Regions from separate parts of the Sus scrofa genome. Here all the other regions are linked to region 1. A link is a contact called in public HiChIP or PLAC-seq and promoter capture Hi-C data. All regions are on one chromosome and are shown on one strand. The core of a region is the stretch at or near the end of the contact, and the rest is flanking DNA. Distances in the headings are between cores, read along the strand shown. Region 1 holds the start of COL1A1 (collagen alpha-1(I) chain). Region 2 has its middle 29 kb from the start of TMEM92. Region 3 holds the start of TMEM92 (transmembrane protein 92).

Evidence for each region. Promoter capture Hi-C pulls out the DNA fragments that hold promoters and counts their contacts. HiChIP or PLAC-seq counts read pairs in DNA pulled down with a chosen protein or histone mark.
Region 2: a contact with region 1 is called in an H3K27ac HiChIP or PLAC-seq map of alveolar macrophages. The contact joins the enhancer-like site here to the promoter of COL1A1 in region 1. A contact is called at or near these places in 3 of 5 promoter capture datasets (fetal liver, fetal skeletal muscle and liver), 10 of 47 Hi-C or Micro-C datasets (blood, brain, embryonic fibroblasts and 6 more) and 1 of 2 datasets of contacts at active chromatin or transcription factors (alveolar macrophages).
Region 3: a contact with region 1 is called in a promoter capture Hi-C map of skeletal muscle, with 6 times the contacts expected there. The contact joins the promoter of TMEM92 here to the promoter of COL1A1 in region 1. A contact is called at or near these places in 4 of 5 promoter capture datasets (fetal liver, fetal skeletal muscle, liver and 1 more), 25 of 47 Hi-C or Micro-C datasets (adipocytes, alveolar macrophages, brain and 16 more) and 2 of 2 datasets of contacts at active chromatin or transcription factors (alveolar macrophages and skeletal muscle).

The regions. Positions count from the first base shown.
Region 1 is chr12:26,395,303-26,399,798 of Sscrofa11.1, reverse strand. COL1A1 (collagen alpha-1(I) chain) reads left to right here and starts at 2,619. Exons shown (of 51, transcript XM_021067153.1): 1 at 2,619-3,024. The coding sequence starts at 2,913.
Region 2 is chr12:26,493,472-26,497,967 of Sscrofa11.1, reverse strand. No RefSeq gene overlaps it. Among named protein-coding and RNA genes, the nearest start is that of TMEM92, 29 kb to the right of the region's middle. Within about 2 kb of position 2,412, at least 3 of the 83 cell types and tissues checked have an H3K27ac peak or open chromatin away from gene starts, as enhancers often do. A contact at or near this core is called in alveolar macrophages, where this site is marked.
Region 3 is chr12:26,464,183-26,468,678 of Sscrofa11.1, reverse strand. TMEM92 (transmembrane protein 92) reads right to left here and starts at 2,066. Exons shown (of 5, transcript XM_003131586.3): 1 at 1,889-2,066. The coding sequence starts at 1,957.

The sequences.
Region 1 (4,496 bases), core at 1,370-3,869:
GGAGGGCACTTGGGGAAATTTGGAGAAGGAGCAAACTCAGAGCTCAGCACTTTCTTCCTTCTGTTTTTCTTCTTGAGGAATTTTTTTTCCCTAAGTGCTGATGACTTTACCATTTCTTGGGGGTGGTGGTGGTGGGGGGGGGAACAGGAGATTTGGGCTTTCGCCCCCCCCACTCCAAATGCCAGACAAAGTCTTACATTCCACCAGAAGCCAGAGTTTCAGACTTTCCTAAAGATGAGGTGGCGTCTCCTCCCCTCTCCAGCCTCAGCTCCCTCCCTCCTTTCTCCATTTCCCCCCCCCACCGCCCCCCACCGCCCCGGTCTCAAGCCTTCAGTTCTGGCCAAGGAGGCCCAACCAGGCTGGGAGGAGACCCCAAGTACATTCTTCCTCTCACTGTCATGCTGCAGAAATTAAAGACACATCTCTGGGCTGGGCGCCCGCCAAGCGTTTCAAGTCAAAAAGTGGCAGAGGAAGCCCTGAACCTCAGCTTTCTGCCACGTGTAAAGGATGCTTGGAAACCTTCTGCCCAGAGCCCCTTGGGATGGAGCTGGACACTGGGAGCGGGGCGGGCGGGGGGGCGGTGGCTGTCACCCCCTCACTACCCACAAAGCCCACTTTCCAATCCCAGGGTTCCCTAAATACTCTTCAGAACCCCAGTGATGGAGCAAGTCCTGATTCTCACCTCTGAGTCCTAATCACGCCTTTAAGGTGACGGAAGGACAGCCTGCAAAGGGAGCATGTGGGAAGGGGGCTGTAGGCAGGAGTCCTGGCTGCAATAACTCAGCAAGCGGGGAGGTGGGCAGGTCACACCACCCCTCACCCAAGCAGGTGACTCTCCGCCCCAGACTGCCACTCTAAAGGGGTGCCCACCACCCTGAGGGTCAGGTCCCTGGTCTCCTGTAGGGGGGGGAGAGGGGGTGCTCCTTGCCCCTGACCCTCGCTGGAGGGTGCAGGAACTGCCATCTCAGCACCTCAGCCCCCAGTACTGTCCTGCAGTAGCTGGCACTAGGCGGGGGCAGATCTTGAGCCACAAGTTGCTGCCACATGGTGGGGATAATTGACGAAGGCCCGTCCCTCCATTGCTGTCTCCAGCCCTGCCTCTCTGGAAACTCTATATTTTCTCTTTAATTATAGCCCCTGCAGTCTCCCTCTGCGGCCCCACCCGCCCCGCTCATCCCGGCTGCCCACGGCCAGCCGGCCAGCCGACGTGGCTCCCTCCCCTTCTGTTCTCTTGGTCTTTTTTTCCCTTTGCCTTCGTTGCACAAAACCAGCTGGGGGAGGGCGTGGAGAGGGGCGGGGGGAGGCAATGGAATCTTGGATGGTTTGGGGGAGGCGGGACTCCCCGCTTCCACGTTGCAGCTCTGGAGTGATGGGGGTGGGGAGCTGCGCAAGAAGGATTGGAGTTGACATTGCAAAGGGACCCTCTTTGCCTTTTCTTGGGCCCTCAGCTTTCGGCAGGACCAGGGGCCTGGATAGACGGAGGCTAGGGTAGAGCCCTCTTGGGAGGCTGGGACCTGGAGAAGGGCTGACACCAGCTTCTAGGGGCCTCTCCTCCAAATATAGCCTGGTGGGGTCTCCACCACCTTTCGGGGTGCACATGATTCTCTCCTGGCTCCAGGGCCAAAGAGCAAGGCCTGGGGTTTCCAGAAAAGAAGGGAAGCAGTGGGAAACATCCTTTAAAAGAAGGACACTCACCTGCAATTCCATTTTGAACTCCCCAAGGCAAGTCTCCCCCAGAAACACCCAAAATTCCCCAATCCTGAGTCGGGGTACAGACAGAGACAGAGCTTTATGCAGCCCCCAGGACCCCCCTCTCTCTGGTCCAGGGCTCTCCAGCAGACTCCTCCCCACTTAACCATGGCCATAGCCATGACAGACCCCAACACAAGACTCTTTTCTAAGTGGCCAGTGACCTCAAGCCCTTGCCACCTGGGGTGGGAGAACCCTCGCAATGCCCCGCCCCCACCCCGCAGTGCCTTCACTCAACACCAAAGCTTTCATCTGGAGAGCCCACGTAGTCAAATGTCTCACCCAGGGCCTCAGCCTCCCCACCCCATCTCTCTCAATCAGGCTGGGGCTTCGGGGGGGAGAGCATCTGAGTCCACCTTGGAGACGTGGCAGAAGAACTGACAGCCTCAAAATAAAAATCCTCTCATCCGCACCCACCCCCAAATATCTGATTCTTAATGTCTATCAATGAGTCTCTAACTCGTTCCTCAAATAACCCTAAGTTCTCTACCCCCGCCACACCAGAAGACACCCCCCAGAACGCACATCTTTTAAATTCTCTGGTTCTCCTGCTTTAGAGGGGTCCATAGCTGGCCTCCTCGGGCCGATCGCCTGGCTGTTGCCAAGGATATCGGGCGGGTAAAGGAGGACCCTCTCCCAATCACCCCCAATTCTTCCATCTTTGGAAGGCTCCCTACCCAGCTCCCCAACTCCAGTTCCCCCCAGATTGCGCATCCCCGGAAGAAAGCTGAAGAGGCGCCCCTTCCCACTCTTTAGCCCACAGTATATTGAGGACCGAGCCGCACCCCAGCGGCAGCATCTCTGGCCCAGGCTGCGCTGGGGGGCTGGGGAGGCAGAGCTGTGGAAGGGGGGTGGCGTGCGGTGGACTCCTTTCCCTTCCCTTCCCTCCTCCTCCCCCTCTCCCTTCCGACTCCCAAATTGGGGGCCGGGCCAGGCAACTCTGATTGGCTGGGGGACGGGCAGCCGGCTCCCCCTCTCCCAGGGGCAGGGTTCCTCCCCGCTCACCCTCGGGATGGTATAAAAGGGGCCCGGGCCAGTGGTCGGAGCAGACGGGAGTTTCTCCTCGGGGTCGGAGCAGGAGGCACGCGGAGTGTGAGGCCACGCATGAGCGGACGCTAACCCCCACCCCAGCCGCAAAGAGTCTACATGTCTAGGGTCTAGACATGTTCAGCTTTGTGGACCTCCGGCTCCTGCTCCTCTTAGCGGCCACCGCCCTCCTGACGCACGGCCAAGAGGAGGGCCAAGAAGAAGGCCAACAAGGCCAAGAAGAAGACAGTAAGTCTCAAACTTTTGGGGTCCAAGGCTACTTGGTATCTTGTCCCGCGTTGGGTTCTGGGGGGGTCCACGACGTAAGCTGAGACTCGGGATGCTCCAGAGGCTCAAGGATGAAAGGGAGATGGTGAGGGCTCTTCCTCGGCGCCCTGGGGGGTAGAAAGGAGCGCACTCTGGGCGGGGGTGTAGATGACCTCCCCCCCAGCAGTGGGAGGAGGAGATGCAGCACGGCGCGAGTTGGCTCAGGAGGAGTCCCGAGCGCACACTGTGAAGTACAGCGGGGAAAATTGGTTCTGGGCGCCGGGTACGCGTAAAGTACGTCGAGGATGGGGTGGGGGCGCCGAGTCGGGAATTTGGAGCCCAAGATGTAAAAGTGGTCGGGAAGGCTAGGGGATGATTCATAAGAAAAGATTGTTTGCCCTCTCTGCAGGCTAGACAGTGTTCCTGGGGCCACAGAAGTGCTGGGCTGAGGGGGGAGGGGGCGCTGAGAGTGGGCGGGTTGCAGGCTGAGAAACTTTGGCGCCGGCTTTGAGGGGCAGGGTCCTTGCGCCCTCTGCTGAGCTATACTGGCACTGAGCCTCCCTGGCCAGCGCTTCTCCGCGCAGGAGTCGAAGCGGGAAAATGGGGTTGTTGCCTGGTGTGGACCCCACCTCTAGACTTTGAAAATAAAGTTGGGGACGGGGTAGCTCCAGTCTCTAAAAGAAGTGGCCGGTCGGGGGAAATTGCTTAGGGTGGCCCGCCACCTAGTGGCCGCCTGGGTGGACGCTCCGCGGTGGGCGTGATTAACATCATTTACGGACTTTTTGGATCTTTGGTTAACTAACTTCTTTGGCGGACTTTTGGGTTCTTTGGCTAAGGAGTGACCCCGGGCACTGGCTGGCTTTGGGAAACGGGATTTGTCCTTGGGAGAGGCTGTTAGAGATGTCTGGGAAGTGGAGGTTAGGGCGTATCCTGCTCTTTTTAAGTCTCTGGTACATTTTAAGTCTCTGGGCGGGATCCCACGCCCGTTAGCTCCTCCCCATCCTCCTAGCCCCGCCCACACTATCCCACCTGCCCCGGGAATGAGACGGAATCCTGCCTGGACCTCCCATCTCTCCTCCCAGCCCCTCCTCCGGTCTCCACCCAAACCACTCCCCGCAAGCCTGCCCTCCGGACCAGGCGCCTCCGGTTCTCTCTCTTTCCCACTCCCCCACTCCCCGCTCCCCCACCCGATGGCTTTTTATTTCACTTGGCTTCCGCGCCAATGCGCTGAGGTTGGAGTTGGAAGCAACTCCAGCCTAAAGCTTTGTTTAAATTCCTGAGAACTGGAAAGAGTTATAGCCGACCTGGCCCGGCGCCTCAGCCCTGTCACTGGTGCTGATGAGAAGCAGATGAGCTTTTAAGGATTTGGGGAAAGGAAAAACAAAAGGACCGGGGGGGGGGGGGAAGGAAGAAAAAAAGAAAAAATAAATAAAGAAGGGAAGAGAGAGAGGCCA
Region 2 (4,496 bases), core at 1,163-3,662, 98 kb before region 1:
TTTTTGCTTTTTTGGGCCGAACTCACGGCATATGGAGGGTCCCAGGCTAGGGCTCAAGTCAGAGCTACAGCTTCCAAGCCTACACCACAGCTCACGGCAACGCCAGATCCTTCACCCACTGAGCGAGGCCAGGGATCGGACCCGCAACCTCATAGTTCCTAGTCTGATTCATTTCTACTGCACCAAGACGGGAACTCCTCTAGGATAGTTCTGATCAAGAAAATTCTGTCCCATTGTCAGAATATCTGTCCCAGCATGAAATATGGGAAGTGGAGTGACATGGGCCTGGTTGTTGATTTGGAGATGAGGGTCAGGGGCATTTTTTGCTATTTAAAAATGTTTGCTAGGGTTTCTGAATTGCAGCTGTTGGTCCAGAATCAGGCGGACTGGCCTTTAGAGAGACAATTATTACTCTTTGGATGAAAAAAACACCTTGATGAACACGTTCCTTCCTGGAAGGCAAGATCTCCAAGGAATGGAACGTCTTAGAGAAAGGGGGTTAAAATGACCTTCAGAGGGGCCGTAGGTGGGGGTTTGGGGGTTCTGTTGGGAACTCGAAGGGAGGAAGGGAAGCCCAGCCTCAGGGGGGCCCAGGGAAAGACCAGGTGAGGTGTCCCTGAGGTCGAGGTCAGGGATAACTGATAAGGCGTCGTGTATGTGCATGAAATATGACCCTCTGGACAAGTTCTGCGGAGGGTGGGGTTGGGAGTTGCCTGGAAATCGCCTTTTGCCCTGGAAAGCCACTGAAGTACCATCAGACTGCGGGAGACTCAGAAATGATCAGAAGACAATAAGCAAGGAGGTGTCAGCCATTGTGGCTTCTTGGGTTCCCCTGGGTTCTTAAAGTGGTGGCCAAGGAATTCTGCCTGTCCTGGGTACAGATCTGCCTCGTCCTGAGTAGCTCTAAGGAGGTCTCTCCAACCTGTTCCTCCAGCCACCTCTTCCTGAGTAATTGCCACTTCCCTGCATAATCGTCTCACGGGTTGTAAAACCTGCTTGCAGTGTGGCAGGTCACAGGGCTGTAACTAACGCTGGGAACCAAAACACCCACAGACCTGCCAGGGCCCCTCACCCCTCTCCGTCATCCCAAACCTTTAGGGACAGCTACATACACACGACTTTGTCAGGGGTGCTTGGCACATGGGAAATGGGAAGGACGGCTGTGTCTGGGGTGGGGTGAGGAATAAGAGGACACTGTCAGCTGCAGGACCTAAGGGGGACTGTCCTATTTTATATTCAAGGTAAGGGTAACCTCTGATGGGTAGAAGGCTTGTGGCAGCCAGCACCTGGCCTCTGATCTCCCTTTAGCCTCAGCTAGGAGATCTATTAGCTCAGTTTAATCTGAATCCTGCATGAGCATTTTGCAGGAGGTGAAGGCTTCCTTTGATCCTGTCTTCCTCGTGCGAGAGTTCAGCCACAAATAGCGTGGCTTCCTTTTAGTTTTCACCTCCGAGTCTGACTTTGTTCTTCGCTGTCTCCATTTCCTGTACCAACCCTCCAGATCCCAGGTCTCCAGTTGTAGTTTGATGGTCTATTTTTAGCTTTTCTTCTTTGTTCTGTGCATTTCCCTCCAACTGAGGACACTGGAAATCTCTGCCAGGTGTTAGAAATGCACATGGGAGCTACAGCTAGAGACACACATGGGAGCTCTGATCAGGAGACTTTGGGTTTAATTCCAGCCAAGCTACTCACTAATCTTGTAGACCCAGAGAACTTATAGTTTTACTCAGAATCTGTTTTTTTGGAGTTCCCATTGTGGCTCAGTGGTTAACGAATCCGACTAGGAACCATGAGGTTGCGGGTTCGGTCCCTGGCCTTGCTCAGTGGGTTAAGGATCCGGCGTTGCCATGAGCTGTGATGTAGGTCGCAGGTGTGGCTCAGATCCCACGTTGCTGTGGCTGCGGTGTAGGCCAGTGGCTACAGCTCCGATTCAACCCCTAGCCTGGGAACCTCCATATGCCGAGGGAGTGGCCCAAGAAATGGCAAAAAGACAAAAAAAAAAAAAAAAAAGAGAGAGAATCTGTTATTTCATCTGTGAAGTAAAGGGGTTGATCTAGCAGGCTACTCTGGGCTCTTCGGGTTGCAAGTGACAATAAATCAACTCACACTAACTTGAGCTAGGGATGTATAGCTATTGGTTGCCAAAGAATGGTGGAGTCGGCAGGCTATGAGAAGGTGCTGGACCTCAGGAACAAATGGAACCAGGCATCTCATGGCCATTAGGACACATTCTCTGTCTCCTGTCTCCGTTTTCTTCTGAATACTGGCTTTTTTTCTCATTCAACCAGTTTTGTAACAGTGAAGAACAAACCTGACTCCATTTTGGATTTGTTCTTTTAGCTCTATCCTTTGTGCTCTGCTGCCTTGCGCTGAGTCATGCTGGCTCTGCACCTTTGTAAAAGAATGTTGCGTATAGCTTGAAATATGTGTAATAGCCCATTCCCAAGGCTCTGACCTTTAAATGTATAACATTTTTCTATTCATATAGAGATAAAAAGTTGCAGACAAGGAGTTCCTTTGTGACTCAGTGGGTTAAGGATCTGGCATTGTCACTGCAGCAGCTTGGTTTGCTGCTGTGATGTGAGTTCAATCCCTGGCCCAGGAACTTCTGCGTGCAGCAGGTACAACCAAAAAAAAAAAAAAAAAAAAAGTTCAGAGTTCCTGCTGTGGTGCAGCAGGTTAAGGATCTGGCTTTGTCTCTGTGGTGGCGCCAGTTCAATCCCTAGCCTGGCGCAGTGGTTAAGAATCCAGGGTTTTTCCCATCATGCCTTACTGGAAAGGAATCTGACTAGCATCCATGAGGATGCAGGTTCGATCCCTGGCCTCGCTCAGTGGGTTAAGGATCCAGCATTGTTGTGAGCTGTGGTGTAGGCTGCAGACACAGCTTGGATCTGTCATTGGTGTGACTGTGGTGAAGGCCAGCAGCTACGGCTCTGATTTCACCTCTAGCCTGGGAACCTCCACATGCCTTGGGTGGAGCCCCCCCCCCCCAAAAGAATCCAGGGTTGCCATGGCTGTGGCATACATAAGTCACTGTGGCCTAGGTCGAAGCTGTGGCTCAGATTCAATCCCTGGCCAAGGAACTCCCATATGCTGGGGGTACGACTGAAAAAGAAAAAAGTCATAGATAGATAATAACTCCTGTCTTGCTGGTAGTTTATAGGCAAACGGTGACCCGTCCTACGTGGACAGCTGCAAGAACAAAGGAACTGGGCAGCAAGAAGTTTGCACCAGCCAGCCACACCTGCTCCACTTTAGTATAAAAGCAGCTTGAATTCTAACTTGGGTAAGATGGTTTTGGGGGACACTAGTCTACCATCTTCTCTGACTGCTGCCTTTCCTAATAAAGTTGCTCTTCCTTGCCCCAACAGCTTTATTCATTGGCCTGGAGTGTGGCTAGCAGTTATGAGCTTGGACTGGGTGACAGTTCACAAAGTGGCTGACAGAGGCCCCGGTCGCTCCTCTCTATCTAATGGACTTCTGGGGTTGTTTTTGGCCACAGCCAGTGGTAGAACCCACACGACAGCAGTAACCCAAGCCACAGCAGTGACAATGTTGTATCCTTTACCCGCTAGACCACCAGGGTACTCCTCAAATGGCTTTCTTTTTTGTGTGGGGGTTTCTTTGTTTTTGCTTTTTTTCTTTTGCTTTTTTTCTGCTGCGGGCCGCACCCGCAGCAGATGGAGGTTCCCAGGCTAGGGGTCCAATTGGAGCTGCAGCTGCTGGCCTACCCCACAGCCACAGCAAAGCAGGATCCAAGCCTCGTCTGCAACCTATACCACAGCTCTCGGCAACGCTGGATCCTTAACCCACTGAGCAAGGTCAGGGATCAAACCGGCATCCTCATGGATTCTAGTCAGGTTCTTAACCCACTGAGTCACTATGGGAACTCTCTAATGGCTTTCTTCTTGAGCAGTCTAGAGATTATAGACACTGAGCTCCAAATTCAAAATTCTCATGGAAGGGCTCTTACGGCCCAGACTGGATCACTACCCAGCCCCAAACCAGTCAGCTGTGGTCTGAGAAGTAGAACCGCTTTGTGAAAAATGGCTGCTCTGCCATCCCAACAGTCATTATGGAGGGAGCAGGTGGAGTCAGTTATAAGAAAATCTAGGGGACTGGGCATATGGAAAAAATGTGCAGTGTGACAAGTTTGCGGTTTACTTGTTGAAAGTTCTGCTCTTGCTGTGTCAAAACCTAAAATGATCTTAGGCCTCTGATCAAATTTCTTAACATCCTTTATTCTGAGAAAATGTTGGCGGGGAAGTTCCCATTGTGATGCAGCAGAAACGAATCTGACTAGGAACCATGAGGTTGCGGGTTTGATCCCTGGCTTCGCTCAGTGAGTTAAGCATCCGGCTTTGCCAAGAGCTGTGGTATAGGTCGCAGATGTGGCTTGGATCTGGCATTGCTGTGGCTGTGGCGTAGACCAGCAGCTATAGCTCCGATTCGACCCCTAGCCTGGGGACCTTCATATGCTGCAGGTGCAGCCCTAA
Region 3 (4,496 bases), core at 817-3,316, 69 kb before region 1:
CGTTTCCGCCGCACCACATTGGGAATTCCAGAAATAACATTTCGATGGCCACTGACAACAATAGTAAAACCAAGAAGACCAATCACAGCCACTAACAGTTGGGCTGAAACCCCCGTTATGTGCTCCGTCCTGCAAGTACACCCCCTTCTCCCAAGTCTTGGCCAGTGGGCTCAGGAGCAGGGATAAACCCCAGCAGGAATGGCCCAGAGAGGCTGAGGGCCACACAGCACCCTGGAATGACTGCAGAGTTGGGGACCCCCAAAGGGATTCGGGCACTCAGGGTACTCCCTTCCCCTCAGATTCTAGCCCCTGCCCCTCCTCCCCCTCCTGGCCCCTAACTAAGAAAGACAATGAACAATTACTTTAATAAATTAAGGAGTTTCCATTGTGGCTCAGCAGTAACAAACCCAACCAGTATCCATGAGGATGGGGATTCCATGATGAATGGGTTAAGGATCCAGCATTGCTGTGAGCTGTGGTGTAGGTCGCAGAGGCGGCTCAGATCCTGAGTTGGTGTGGTTGTGGCTGGGGCTGGGGCTGGGACTGGCAGCTGCAGCTCCAATTTGACCCCTAGCCTGGGAAGTTCCATATGCCGTACCTGTGGCCCTAAAAAGCAAAATAATAATAATAATGCTGCACTCCTGTGAGGAGTAGAGGACACTTTCCCAGATTCTCCCACCACCCCATTTTGTTTTGTTTTGTTTTGTTTTGTTTTTTTGGCTGTACCTGTAGCATGTGGAAGTTCCCTGGGCCAGGGATTGAACCTGAGCCACAACAGTGACAATGCCAGACCCTTAACCCACTGAGCCACCAGGGAACTCCTCCCCCTACCATCCTGTTTTAAACAGAGGATGGTCTTATCTGAGGTGGTTCAGAGCCTGTGTTTTATCAAGTGTTGGGATAATCTTCGGCAACTGCTTACATGTGAACAGGGAGCATCAACTGCCTGCCCCCTGCAGTGGTTGGGAGGAATCGACCAGAGGATGCTCAGCCTAGAGCTGGCACAAACCCACAGCCTGGTGATAGAGAAGGAAGAGCAGGGCTTGGGGTGGGGTGGGGCAGAGCGGCTCAGCACAAGTTCATGAACGTGGGAAGCAGGCCTGCAACTTCCTTCGGACTCTGACACAAGTAATTTAAAAACCGTGTTCTAGACCCATGTCAGTTTCTAGGATCATCTCCCACCCCAGAATTGGATAGACTGCCCCCATTACTGGAGTCAGGGGAGGGATAAAGGGGTGCTGAAACCTTGCCTCACTTCAGAAATCACAGATTCCAGAGGTCACCCCAGCCTGGGGTCAGGCAGCCGGATCAAATCCTATCACCGGCTGGAATCCTAGCCCCGCACCTAGGAAGGGACAAAGGAGCCTCCTTTCCTCCAGGGCACGCAGAGAGAAACAGTCCCAGAGAGGGGCAGGGCCTTCCCAAGGTCATCCCCAGCACTAGGAGAACAGAGCTGGGGGGGACAGGCTGGCCAGGCGTCCAGACCTTAGACACACACACACCCCCACTGTCGCCCCGGCCCCCAGTCACTGCTTTCTGACACAGCAGGAAGGAGCAAGAACGAGACAAGACTAACGAGACTAACGACGCCAGGATCAAAGTCCCCACTCAGAGAGGCACTAGGTGTCAGGCGGCGCAGGTCCCACGACACAGTCTCCCCCGCCCCTGCCTCCCCACAAGGTGAAGGAACCCAGGCCTTCTCAGGACCTCCTTCCACTGCCCTCACCTCCACCTCCCGGGCCAAAAGAGAAAGGAAGTTGCTAAATACGTGTGGTCATGAGGAAATCCTGACCGTAGTAGGTGGTGATCCAGAGCCAGAAGCGGGGCCCCTGACCCACAAGGGTAGGACCCCCCCAAATCTAACCGGCTTACCTCCCAAAAAGCTCACCTGTTGGAGGCCAGCCGGCAGGGCAAGCAGCAAGGTGGGCACGAGGCCGAGGACCCAGGTGTCAGACATCCTGGCAGGGGGGCCACTGAGCTTCCGTGTGGAGGGGAGGAGAGGAGAGGGCGGGGCCGTGACCTCTCCCACGACTCTCCACCTATAGGGCCCTGCCTTGGGTTGGGGGCGGAGCTGATGCACCCGGGGAAAGGCCAACCCAGAAGAGGAAGGGAGGGGCGGAGGTGAGGAGAGGGGAGGGGAGGAGGGAGGAGGAGGGGAGGGGGAGGGGGAAGGGAGGAGGGGGAGGGAAGACGTCTGGGAACGGCTTGGGGAATTGAGAGGTAGAAAGGATTATCTGATGAACAATATTGTGGCATCAGTTCAAGACAGCTGAACTACCCCTTCCCAACCCCAACTGTTCCACCCCCAAGCGGTCCCAGGCTTATGATAGGGACTGGCGGGAGTTCCCGTTGTGGCGCAGTGGAAACAATCCACTAGGAACCAGGAGGTTGCAGGTTCGATCCCTGGCCTTGCTCAGTGGGTCAAGGCTTGGGCGTTGCCCGTTAGCTCTAGTGTAGGTCACAGACGAGGCTGGGATTCTGCATTGCTGTGGCTGTGGTATAGGCTGGCAGCTGTAGCTCGGATTAGACCCCCTAGCCTGGGAACCTCCAGATGCCCCGGGTGCGGCCCCAAAAAGACAAAAAAAAAAAAAAAAAATAGGGACTGGCCGCACCTATCAGATGAGGGGGGACGCGGCCAGAGGGACCTGGACCACTGGAAGTCCCTTCCCATAAGGACTTCTGGGGGGCAGAGGATGAGAGAGGGGAGGCGAAGGTCCTGGTGGGGCTAGGCGTCCTTTTTTTTTTATGAGGAGGGAGGGAGGGGCGGCCTGGCAGATTTCTTGGGAAGGAGAACCTAGAGCTCATTACTAGCACATTCGTGCCCCCCCCCCCCCGCCTCCACATCCTGGGAAGATGTGTTGGTACACTTCCTCCGTTTGACTACAGGGAAAATTAAGACCCCAGCATTCAGAGACTAGTCCCTGGGTCCTAAACTGGGGCAGAGCGGCAGCCAGGAGAGATGGGGCGCAGGCGAGCAGGCCCATCCAGATTCCTGGAAAGACCCCGCGGAGACGGGCTGAGCCAGGAGCCGCGGGATTCCGACCCGGGGCGGCCGCGCCCAGCCCTCGAGGCACGCTGTGCTTTCCAGATCCGGCCAGCAGGTGGCAGCATCGTTCAACTCGCGATTCCCCCGGAGCCCGGCGGCGTGGGACCCGGGACTTGGGGCGGATCTCCCCGGGCTCCCTCCCGGGGGACCCGGCTGGAGGGTGGGGTGGGAAGCCGTCTCGGTGGGCGATTGGCGGAGGGTGAGAGCCAGACGCCCAAACACAGATGGGACGTATGGAGAAGACCTTGCGGGAGGTGGAGAGTCGGAGCCGGGACCCCTGGGGCGGGGGCGAACGGGGGGCGGGGGTGACGGGTGGGGTGCTGCTCCCTGACCTGGGGGAAGTCGGGGGAGGCTCGGTGCTTAGGTATGAGACGTCTCCTGCTGCCCCTCAGTTCTGACTTTACCACGGAAAACTGGTTCAAACCTAGTAAGAAGGGACAGCCGCCCTCTCTGGCTTTTTTGTTTTCTCTCACCGCTTTCTCCTTATCGCTGTTTCTCATCTCTCGCCGTGTTATCTCTGTGTAACCTCTCCCCAGGTCTCCCCATCTCTGTCTTCCTGTTTCAATATCTCCCCATTTCTTTCTCTACGCACTTTCTCTCCATGCCTTAGTGTTCCCTGTTTTCCCATCTCTGTGTCTCCTCTTTGCTTATCTCTGTCTCACTGGAGGAATCTGTTTTTCTGTTTCCATTTCCCTTGTCTCTGGTTTGGTCCTGTGTCTCCCTGGCTCTGGGTCTTTTGCTCTCCAACCCTCCTGGTCTCTCTCGCAGTATATCTCTCCCTGGTCTCTCTGTTTTTCCCTGTCTCTGTTTCTCATTATCTCTTGGCTCCTAAGGACAGAATCTTCCAGTCTCCTGATCCAAGTGGAATTGGGGTCTGGCCTCAGAAAATGCCCTCTCTTTGGCAGTTCCTGGTGACTGATCTCGGAGAAGAATAGCAGGGGGTGTCGTCCCTTGGCCCCTGCAGTTGGCTTTGAACCAAGCCCCCCTTCTGCCAAGGGGACCCTAGTCCAGAGACTGCTAGAGCTTTTTCGTCGCAGCACCCACACTGCTGCTTCCTTAGTGACATTGTTGCTTCCCTTTGCTATCCATACTCAAGGCTTGAGGTGTCTCCCCCAAACACCCTGCCCCTCTGCCCAGGCCTGGAGCCCTGCAGAAGTTTGGCCCTCAGAGCAGAGGAAGATGCGTGAGCTTAGGGGAAGAGCTTATCTTAGCAGGTGGAATGAGGGTGCTGAGAAGGGCATGGAGGAGCTTTGAAGGGTAGACAAGAGAAGCCGAGGAGGTGAAGGAACCAGGCAGATCGGTGCCCTGAGGAGGAGCGGGAGGAGGGCAGGAGGGTGGCCTTGTTTCCTCTGGCATCCAGTTGACACAGATGTAGGGTTACCAGACCACAGACAGGATGCCCGGTTAAATTTGAACTTCGGATAAACAATAACTTTTTAGTATAGATAAA